Regions from separate parts of the Mus musculus genome. Here region 2 is linked to region 1. Evidence: chromatin contacts called from public Hi-C data. All regions are on one chromosome and are shown on one strand. The core of a region is the stretch at or near the end of the contact, and the rest is flanking DNA. Distances in the headings are between cores, read along the strand shown.

Region 1 (4,872 bases), core at 367-2,866:
GAAATCTCCAGTCTGAATTTGAAAAGTTTAAATTTTCCTTTTACTTTAGAAACAAGAATTTCAGGTTGCGACTATGAATGTATCAAAAAAAAGGTATATAATACCGAAGAAGAAGAAAAAACACTACAAAGAATGTAGTGTTACAGAAACAAAAATGAACTGGTTCAAACGTTTTTTTTTTTCAGATTCCCTTTTCTTTTTTATACAAAGCCATGTCTTAATAAACCAACTTCTAACATTACTCACCTAACCTGAATTACTACCTCTTATGCTAATTTTATTCTGATTTCATTCACTTAGAATTTGAGAAGTTGATATCAGATAGAAAGCTAGAATCTGTCACTTTGTAAGAAGAAAAAACCCAATAAAACAAAAATAAAAAATAAAATAGATTTATGTTATATAGGTCTTTTAAAGCTAAACTAATGTTTTTGGAAGGCTTTGCATGGGAAACAATATAGCTTTATATTAATATACATTGGTCATTTTCTTACTAAATAAACTCACACATAGACAAGAAGTATGAACTTACAAGAAATTACCTGTTGGCATCTTAATTTTTAAATAGTTTCATTCTTGATGGAAGAATTAAGGTTGAAAATCAGCACCTAAAATAATTTAAAATTTATATTTTAAGGGAGGTTATCCTGTTTGGAGGACATTATAATGCGCCAAATGTTCCATTAGCAAAACTCTAAAATGTTGAAAATAAAACACACATGGCAGTATTCGAGCATCTTAGACATACAGACAATGCTGAAACATGAACAGATAAAAAGAAGATCGACATTAAAAGGGTAGTGTTGGGTGAGAACGGTGGCATAGCGTCTTGGTTGAGAACACCATGGAGACGTGCAGACACACGCTCAACTGAGCCACCTCCAGCGACATCTGTGCTTTTAAACCACGTAGCCCGCAGAAACCTAATTTCCACAACGAACCCATGACCTCCCAAATTTTCAACTTGTTGAAAATGGCCACTCTATAGAAAAACCTCAAAAAAGGATTTAAGCACTTCGGTTACAGCTTCAGAACCTGCACAAGTGCGTGTCCACGTTTGGTAGGCAGAAGCTACATAGTCTGCCTGCCAATCAATTGACAAACGCCCTTCCTTAAAATGGTGTCTGAGATTTGGCAAGGCAGTAAATGAGACACACTTATGAGAGAAGTTTGCTACTGTAACAAACAAAGGCATTAAGAGCAGATGAAGGATTTAGCCTTACATTGGGATTGCAAGCTCTTGTCATAGTACAAATACTATAATGAAAGTTCAATCTACCACTTCATATAAGAACATTCAAAATTAAAGTCTTCTAAAGGCAATCTCTTTTACAGACAAGCAGAGAGAGGAGAAAGAGGTGAGGAGAGGGGAGAGAGGGGAGAGAGGGGAGAGAGGGGAGAGAGGGGAGAGGGAGAGCGCGCACAGTAAATGTATAATCACTGGCTCATTTTTTTTTTCTCCTTTTTCCCCAAATAAACAGGGCTTACCTCAACAGAAATTTATATTCCCATAAAAAAAGAAAATTTTGCTAGACATGCAGCGTTTCACAAGTGTTTGAACACTGAGGACTTCAGCAACTGTGACTCGAACTTTACAACGTGTCAAAAATCGGATTTATGTCACTTCAGTGTGGGCGAGGTCAAGGCAGACCAAGGTGTGAGCAGAGGTCGCAAGCAGCCAGGGGAACCACGCCCACACAGAGGTCAGGAGCAGCCAAGGGAGTCACGCCCACACATTTCCAAACCGCAAACGGGTAGGATTTCACTAAGAAAAGGAGCTGCGGTAGGTGGCACCCCTAAAGCGCGGTCCAAGTTTCAAAGTTATGAAATAAGCCACGTTCTTTAGAGCCCTTACTTATCTCTGCATGTCTTGGTAACTGATATGTGTTAGGTAAGTATGTGGAAAAACAGCATTGGTGTGAAACTAATGCACCACAGAGTTTACAAAATAATTTCTCTTATAGAGTAAGTAAAATATACAAATAATGACTTGAACTTATCAGACTGAACGAAGCAATAGTTGAAACGGAGCTCACATTTATCGTGGCACCTCTAGCGATGCAGCTAGTGGATCTGATGATAGAAGTTCTCAGGAGACCTGTGACACAGCTCTCTTAAGCGCGCCTGTGTAAGTTCTGTCGTGTCTGGGAAACGACTCTCCTTGGAGTCACCCATTACCTCTGGCTCTTAGAATCATTCCTTCTCCCCTTCTGAGAAGATCCCTCAGCCTCATATACACTAAGAAAAGTTAAGTTCTAAAAGTCATGTTTTAAAATGTTAACATGTAAATCTGTTTAAATGAAATATGGGTTTCCCCTTTAGATAAAAGTATACTAAGCATTTAGATGGTTTTATTTTCCAAAAATCACAATTCAAACAAATATGTGTGTGTGTGTGTATATATATATATACATATATATATATGTGTGTGTGTGTGTGTGTGTGTGTGTGTGTGTAAAACATGCTTTTGACTATAGATTTATTTTCATTGCTCATATTATCTCCCACATCAAATGAAATTCTATAGATATAGTTAGCACATATATGCATAATATATGTGTATATATACATATGTACATAAGTTATTTTAGCACACAGTATTTGAGACTGAAAATAAGATGATAAAAATAACCTTTATTTATTTTATTTGAACTAGGAAACTATTATGCTGCCAATTAATATAGAAATGAACACTAAACTGCACATGGGGATCATGTGAACTTAAGCCATTCAAGATGCATTTATTAAGAGACATGTTATGATGATTTGTACTGTTTTTTATACATGAGAAATTAAAAACCGGGGGAGCTATGTGATTCCTTATTTTATTATTTAAGACAGAGTCTTGAAGGACCCATAGCTCCAGCTGCAGAGGTAGCAGAGGTGGCCTTGTTGGGCATCACTGGGAGGAGAGGCCCTTGGTCCTGTGAAAGCTAGGTGCCCAGTGTAGGGGAATGCCAGGGTGGGGAGGCAGGAGTGAGTGGGTGGGTAAGCACCCTCATAGAAGTAGAGGAAGGGGGGATGAAATAGGGGTTTGGGAGGAAACTGGTAAAGGGGATAACATTTAAAATGTAAATAAAGTAAATATCCAATAAAAAAGAAAAGACAGTCTTTATGTGTAGCCCAGGCTTGCCTGAAGTTTATAGTCCTTCTGCCTTAGTTTTCCAAATGTTGGGTTTGTAGATGTGTGCTACCCAGATATACGTGATTCTAAATTTAAAAAAAAAAATGAAAAGATTTTCAAGCTAGCATTTCACTGAACGAAAGCCTTGGTACTTAAGAAAATTTCTCCATTTAACTGTGAACAAGTGTACTAAGCAGTGGATACCTTTTAAACAAATGCCCCCTACTGTTGGACACTGGATGAAAAACAGAACAAGTAACTAAGTAAACTCTTTCACTGACTCATCTCTGTGGTTTGGATCTTAAGTGTGCTCACACCTAAAGCACACGTGTTGAACAGTTTGGTTCCTATCTGAAGGCACTTCTGGGAGGTAGTGGAGCTTTTAGGAGGTGTGACCTAGTGGAGGGTGTTGGGTCTTTTGAGATGGGCCCTTAAACTAGGATACTAGGACCCTGACCCATCCTGTGTTTTCTAGATACCACAAGATGAAGAGCTTAGCTCATACTCTTTGATGTGACGTTCTGTCTAGCACAGGCCCCAAAGCAATGAAACCAACTAGCTATGGACCACAGCTGTGGTCCAAAATAAACCTCTTCTCCTTCCCTTTACTTTCTCAGGGTTTTTCCACTGGGACAGAAAGCTGACACAAAAACTCATATAAAGGAGATTTTTACTTAGAACAAGGATAATTTCATGTGGTTCTATCTAAGATACTTAACAATGCCTGTTATGTGTGATATTTTAATATTTAACCCAGAGTCTTGCTGTGTAGCCTAGGCTGTATTCCACTATACAAGCATACACACAACAAAAACAATAATGCTAGTTAACTAATAAGGGAAAGTGAAAGACTCCAAGAAGTGTTACTGTTCACATGTAACCTTGGGAATAGAGAAACATTTGCAAGCAGAGATGGATGAACATACCACACGGTGTTCAAAAGCACAAAGAGAGAAGAGGCAAGGTGGCCGGCTTATTGTTAGTAGGTCACAGGCCAAGATGCATGCAGGGCACAGAGGTGAAGGTGTACAGATTTTTAGGAGTGTGAGATAGCAGAAAGAAGGGGACCAGGGGCGACGAAAGCAGAATCCAGACATAAACATCATCTGAAAGGCAACAGGAAGGCCATGAAGAGCTTTTGGGAAAGGAATTGCATGGCCATAGCTGCATGCTATAAAGCTTATTTTCTGATAGTATAGAAAACAGTTGGTATGAGAAAAAAAGTTTGGAACTTATTAAAGAAGTGAAATTACGGGTCTACACAAAGACCTTTACACAGGTGGTTAGAACGCATTCAGTCTTGCTGTCCCCCAACTAGAAACAATCTAGATGTCCATCGCTGACAATCCACAGACGCTGGAAGCAATTGGCGTGCCCATCCACTGACATACAGATAAACAAGTCGTGGTGTGGCCACACAATGGAATACTGTTTGACAACAATGAGGAATTAACTAGTCACATGTGTTAAAACACTGATGAACTTCAGAACATGTTAAGTGAAGACGTGAGTCCTAAGAGAGTACACATATGACCTTACTTACATGAAATGAGTAACAGCTGCCTGGGCCTGGGGCTGGAAACATAAGGGACCTTTATAGAGAGAATTGTTCCAAAATTGGGTTATGGGAATGTCTGTACAACTCTTAAATGTAAAAATGCCACACAAAGATATGTGTATTTCTACTGTTGAAAACAAAAAGAATAGAGAAATATATTCCATGAGTAAGATAATGATTTCTATTTAAA
Region 2 (4,820 bases), core at 192-2,691, 47 kb before region 1:
TTGCTAGAAATGCTACTTAATCTTGTTGTTGATATTGCTAATTCCTGTCATTTTTCCCCTCTCCTTGATCATTAGTAGTTTTTGAAATAGGGTCTCCTACTGAGCCTGGGTCTGATTCAGTAAGATTATGAGGCCAGCAAACCCCAGAGATCTTCCTGTCCCTGGCTGTTCTCGGAGTAGGATTATAGAACCCTGCTATCAAGCCCAGCATTTAAAAAAAAAAGATTTATTTCATTTTAGTGTATGTGCATTTATGTGTACATGTGCATGTGTGTGTACATTCATGTGTGACCATGTGTGCATTTGTGTGTATGCATGTATGTACACACATGTATGTGTGCATGTGTGTGCACCTGTGTACTCATGTGTACACATGTGCACACATGTGTACTCATGTGTATATGTGTGTGTGTGTGTGCGCACGTGTATGTGTGCACATATATGCATGTGTGTGCATGCAAAGATGCAACTGCACACTGAGAACAGAGGTTAACTGTTGCTTCATGTGGTTTGTTCATTTTTCATTCTTTTCAAGTAAGAGAAAGGAAATCCAGTGCGTGCTGTCTTATTTTGCTCGAAACCTCAAGAAGCTTGAAAACGCTGACTTGCTACAGTTTTCCCTAAGGTAATTTCCCTGCCTGGCTCCCAGCACAGCCCACATCAGAGTGGTTCTAGAACACTGTTCCTCAGATCTGCTGTAGCACATTACAGCTGAGTGCATCACTTCAAGTGCTGAAATTCATATAACTTCACATATTTATTTTATGAAAAAAGTATTACTTCTGTCACACTGCTAATAAAAAAAATTAATCCTCTGGGCAGTGGTACCTCGTGCCTTTAATCCCAGTACTCAGGAGGTGGAGGCAAGCAGGTCTCTAAGTCCAGCCTGGCCTACAGAGTGAGTTTAGCCAGGGTACAGAGAGAAATCTTGTCTTAAGGAACAAACAAACAAACAAACAAACACAGAAAAGAAAAAAGTATTCTCTTGTGAAAAGTAACAACTAGCCCGAAATCCAGGGGCAAGTCTTAGGCCACCCTTCTTTGAATGGCTGTGAACATAGTCCATACACACAACAGCAAGGATCTCACCTGTGCCCTTAACCATCCCATTTGGACTTTACTCACTGTGACGGGTTCTGGTATTGTTTGTCTCTACCAGGCTGATCTCACACTGGACTGAACTGGCCCTCTGAAGGTGGCCCTTCCTGGCATCAAAGAGAAGAGAAATACAGATGAAAAATGGGTAACTTGAAAACATGTCAGAAGAATCAGAAAGGAAATTAATCTTGAATATTTGGAAGTACATTCTTTCTTCAGCGCTACCTAATGTCGTAGAGCTGCCCTAATGTTTAACAAGCCCCGCCCCCCCCCCCTCCCACACACACACACTTTAGCCAACCTGCCCGCAGAGGTGGCGGTGCGACTCTGGATACCGCTAAGCTGAGCCTGCAAGCATGGCATTGATGCTGAGTCTTAGGGAGTTTCTGTAAAGAGGTTACTCCCACCACTGTGGACCCATTTATGAAATATGGGATAGCTTTAGTGAACAACTCTAGTTCATGGTGAAAGATCCTGAGAGAGAGTGCAAAATTATTTAAGCCTCTAGACTTGTGTCCAAAATAGACCTCACTAATGGCAGGGAGTAAAAGTTTAACTTGCCCCATTGTTCCAGGATGTACTAACCACAAAGTAGAAGTTTAACTTGCCCCATTGTTTCAGGAAATGTTTGTACAGAATACTCCAACCGTTCCTTGAACCCGTTATACTTCCCAAATGCTATAGCCCAATGCCAGGTGTTTGTGGTTTCTGCCTTTATAAACCTCTTACCCCTTGAGCTCGGGGTCGACTCCTCTACCCCTGTGTGGGATATGAGTCGCCCCCAGTGCACTGGCCTTTCCTGAATAAACCTCTTGCAGTTTGCATCAAGATTTGTCTCTGTCTGTCTGTCTGTCTCTCTCTCTCTCTCTCTCTCTCTCTCTCTCTCTCTCTCTCTCTCTCTCTCTCTCTCTCTCTCGGTCTCTCAGCTGGGCGGTGGTGGCGCATGCCTTTAATCCCACCACTGAGAAGGCAGAGGCAGGAGGATTTTTGAGTTTGAGGCCATCCTGGTCTACAAAGTGAGTTCCAGGACAGCCAGGGCTATACAGAGAAACCTTGTAAAAAAAAAAAAAGATCGATCGGTCTCTCGTGAGTTCTTGGGCATCGCGTCATCCTGGGACTTGAGTGAGCCCCCCCACCCCCGTTTGGGGGTCTTTCAATGGCAATAAAAATCATTTTGAACCTAAGCTTCATCAGCTTTGGGTCATCTGATTGTAACCTTATATAGGCTATAATCTGTCACCGTGTGAATTAAAAAAAACTATTCTAAATATTAAAATGAAAATTGAAATGTAAAAAATTGCTTTTTTTTTTTTAGTATTTCAACCCCAATGTATTGATTTATGTTAGTGAAAACAAATTAACATCATCTCGCCATAGCAAAACAGCATTTTCTAAAAGCACACCGGCCCTTAATCCTAAAATGCCAGTCTTAGACAGGGTTTTAGCACAGGGCTCAGGGGACATTTTGAACCTCGTCATTCGGGTAACATCCTCTTCTAAGTCACAGAAAGCCCAAGGCCTCAGGTCGCAGCACTTTCAGCCACCAAGTGGTCAGAACCGATAGAGAACGATTTGTTTTCGTGACTAAACATTTTCTTCTCCTCTGGGCTAGCTGATTGGTGAGCTGGTTCCCACCTCTCTCCACCCCCATCCCAAACACTGGGGGTTCAAGCACATGCAGTGACACCCCGCTTTTATGTGGGTGCCGGGGATTCAAACTCACAACCTCGTGCTTGTAGAGCAAGTACGTACTCACTAAACCAGCTTTCCAGCCGTCCATCCCCTCACTTTCAATTTTTTGGAGTTGTATCCCAGGCTGGTCTAGAACTTGGCAATCTTCCTGTCTACTTCTCCCAAGTGCTGGGGTCACAGGCATACACTCCATGCCTGGCTTAGTTTTACTCTTAGAAGAATATTTCCTAGCTCAGAAACACTGTACAAAGTTAGTAGACGACAGCACACAGCCTTTGTCTAGCTCTCATGATCAGTAACGGCCAGGTTGATTCTGCCTGTGAGGTTAGGGCACCTGTCATCTCTGCTCAAGTTGTCATTAAAAATGCAAAAGAGGATCTAAGAAGAGAGCTCACTTGGTAAAGTGCCTGCCTCGAAAGCACGAGGAGAGCCTGGATCGGATCCCCAGAACCCACATCATTAAGTGTGTGTGGTGGTATATCCTGGTGATTGAGCTCTGGGAAGGCAGAGACAGGCAGACCCCCGGGGCTCACTGGCCAGACAGTCTACAACACCTGGTAAGTCCAGGCCAAGCAAGGTAGATAGTGCTTGGATAATGACAGCTGGTACTGTCCTCTGGCCTGCACACACATGTGCAGGTACACGCACACATACATGGACACATATACATAGAAAATATGTGATTTCAAGCACATTTCAGTCTGATCTGAAAACTATTTTGATATGTTATTTTATAAGACAATTGCTATCTTAAAATTAAATTATATCAATTTTCTAAATGTTCAGGTTTCCAAAGTCTAACTTTTATGACTAGGAAGAAAACTTATGCAAAACAAGACATATAATTAAAAGGGTGACTACAGATAGTTTTTTAAGAATCCACGCTCAGCCAGGTGTGGCAGCACACACCTCCATCATGACACCTGGGAGGTGAAGGTGTGGAAGATACATAGCAAAGTCATTCTTGGCTGCATATACTGCCACATATATGTCACATACTGCCACACATATGCCATATACTGTCACATATATGCCACACACTACTGAATATATGGCAGCATGTGACATATATATGTCACATACTGCCACTCATATGCCATATACTGCCACATATATGCCACATACTGCTGAATATATGTCACATACTGCCACATACATGTCACATACTGCTGCATGTCATATACTGCCACATATGTCAATATTGCCACATATATGTCACATACTGCTACATGTATGTCACAAACTGCCACATATGTCACATACTGCTGCATATATGTCACATATTACACACATACAGGACAATGTGTTTATTGTTGAAATTACACACCACTTCTTTAGTCTTCCTTTTAGCATCTCACATATGTCCTGGAGGGTCAGTTCCACTCGGGCCCTTAGGAAGAAGAATTATTGGGGAATAACTCTAAGTTCTACACAATCACAATTATCTCCATTTCTCCTCCATTCTTAAAAGGTGTGTTCTTCACCACTGCAGAGGTTTGGGGTTTCTGGGTCACCACATCTGAGAACACTGCAGACGTCATTGCTGCCCCAGGCCCCTGAGTGCTCAACATACTTCACCACTGGGTGTGGGAAGACTTGCTGTCTTGTCTACTTAGCGATTTTCTCCTTAAAATCACTGTTCTGTAGTTCTATAAGGCTGTGCTATGCACGTGTTCTTCCATAACCTGCCTGACACCTGCTGAATCTGTGGGTGACTTGACATTCTGAATGTCTCAGCTAACACCCTCTTCAAACACTGCCTCTGTCCCAAGTCTTTTCTTCCCAAACTCCAGAAAAAAAACATGAATTAGACATAGTCACTGTTTGCTGTGCTTCTTGGTCGTTCCTTAATATTCTATGGCTCTTTTTTTTTCTTAAGTTTGGGGTACTTTTTCATTTTTCATCTCTCCTCCCGTGTTCCTTGTTTTCTTCTCTCTCTCCTCTCTTTTTGTGTCTGCCTTCCCTCCATCCCTCCCCTTACCATTTCCTGGAGCTCTTTTCCCTCTTGCATGGCAACCAACAGCACTTAT

Evidence for each region. Hi-C and Micro-C count contacts between places; a contact is called where the count stands out from the background.
Region 2: a contact with region 1 is called in a Hi-C map of liver, with 2.9 times the contacts expected there. The contact joins the enhancer-like site here to the promoter of Nrg4 in region 1. A contact is called at or near these places in 1 of 39 promoter capture datasets (macrophages), 13 of 484 Hi-C or Micro-C datasets (brown adipocytes, cortical neurons, embryonic heart and 6 more), 5 of 115 datasets of contacts at active chromatin or transcription factors (the HPC-7 cell line, embryonic stem cells, kidney and 2 more) and 3 of 9 other capture datasets (adipose tissue, liver and pancreatic islet).

Annotation. Positions count from the first base shown.
Region 1 is chr9:55,282,009-55,286,880 of GRCm38.p6, forward strand. It overlaps Nrg4 (neuregulin 4), which reads right to left and starts at 1,617. Exons shown (of 8, transcript NM_032002.2): 1 at 1,489-1,617; 2 at 543-608. The coding sequence starts at 552.
Region 2 is chr9:55,235,315-55,240,134 of GRCm38.p6, forward strand. Nrg4 (neuregulin 4) reads right to left here. Exons shown (of 8, transcript NM_032002.2): 5 at 1,126-1,205. Among named protein-coding and RNA genes, the nearest start is that of Fbxo22, 29 kb to the left of the region's middle. Within about 2 kb of position 1,442, at least 17 of the 459 cell types and tissues checked have an H3K27ac peak or open chromatin away from gene starts, as enhancers often do. A contact at or near this core is called in liver, where this site is marked.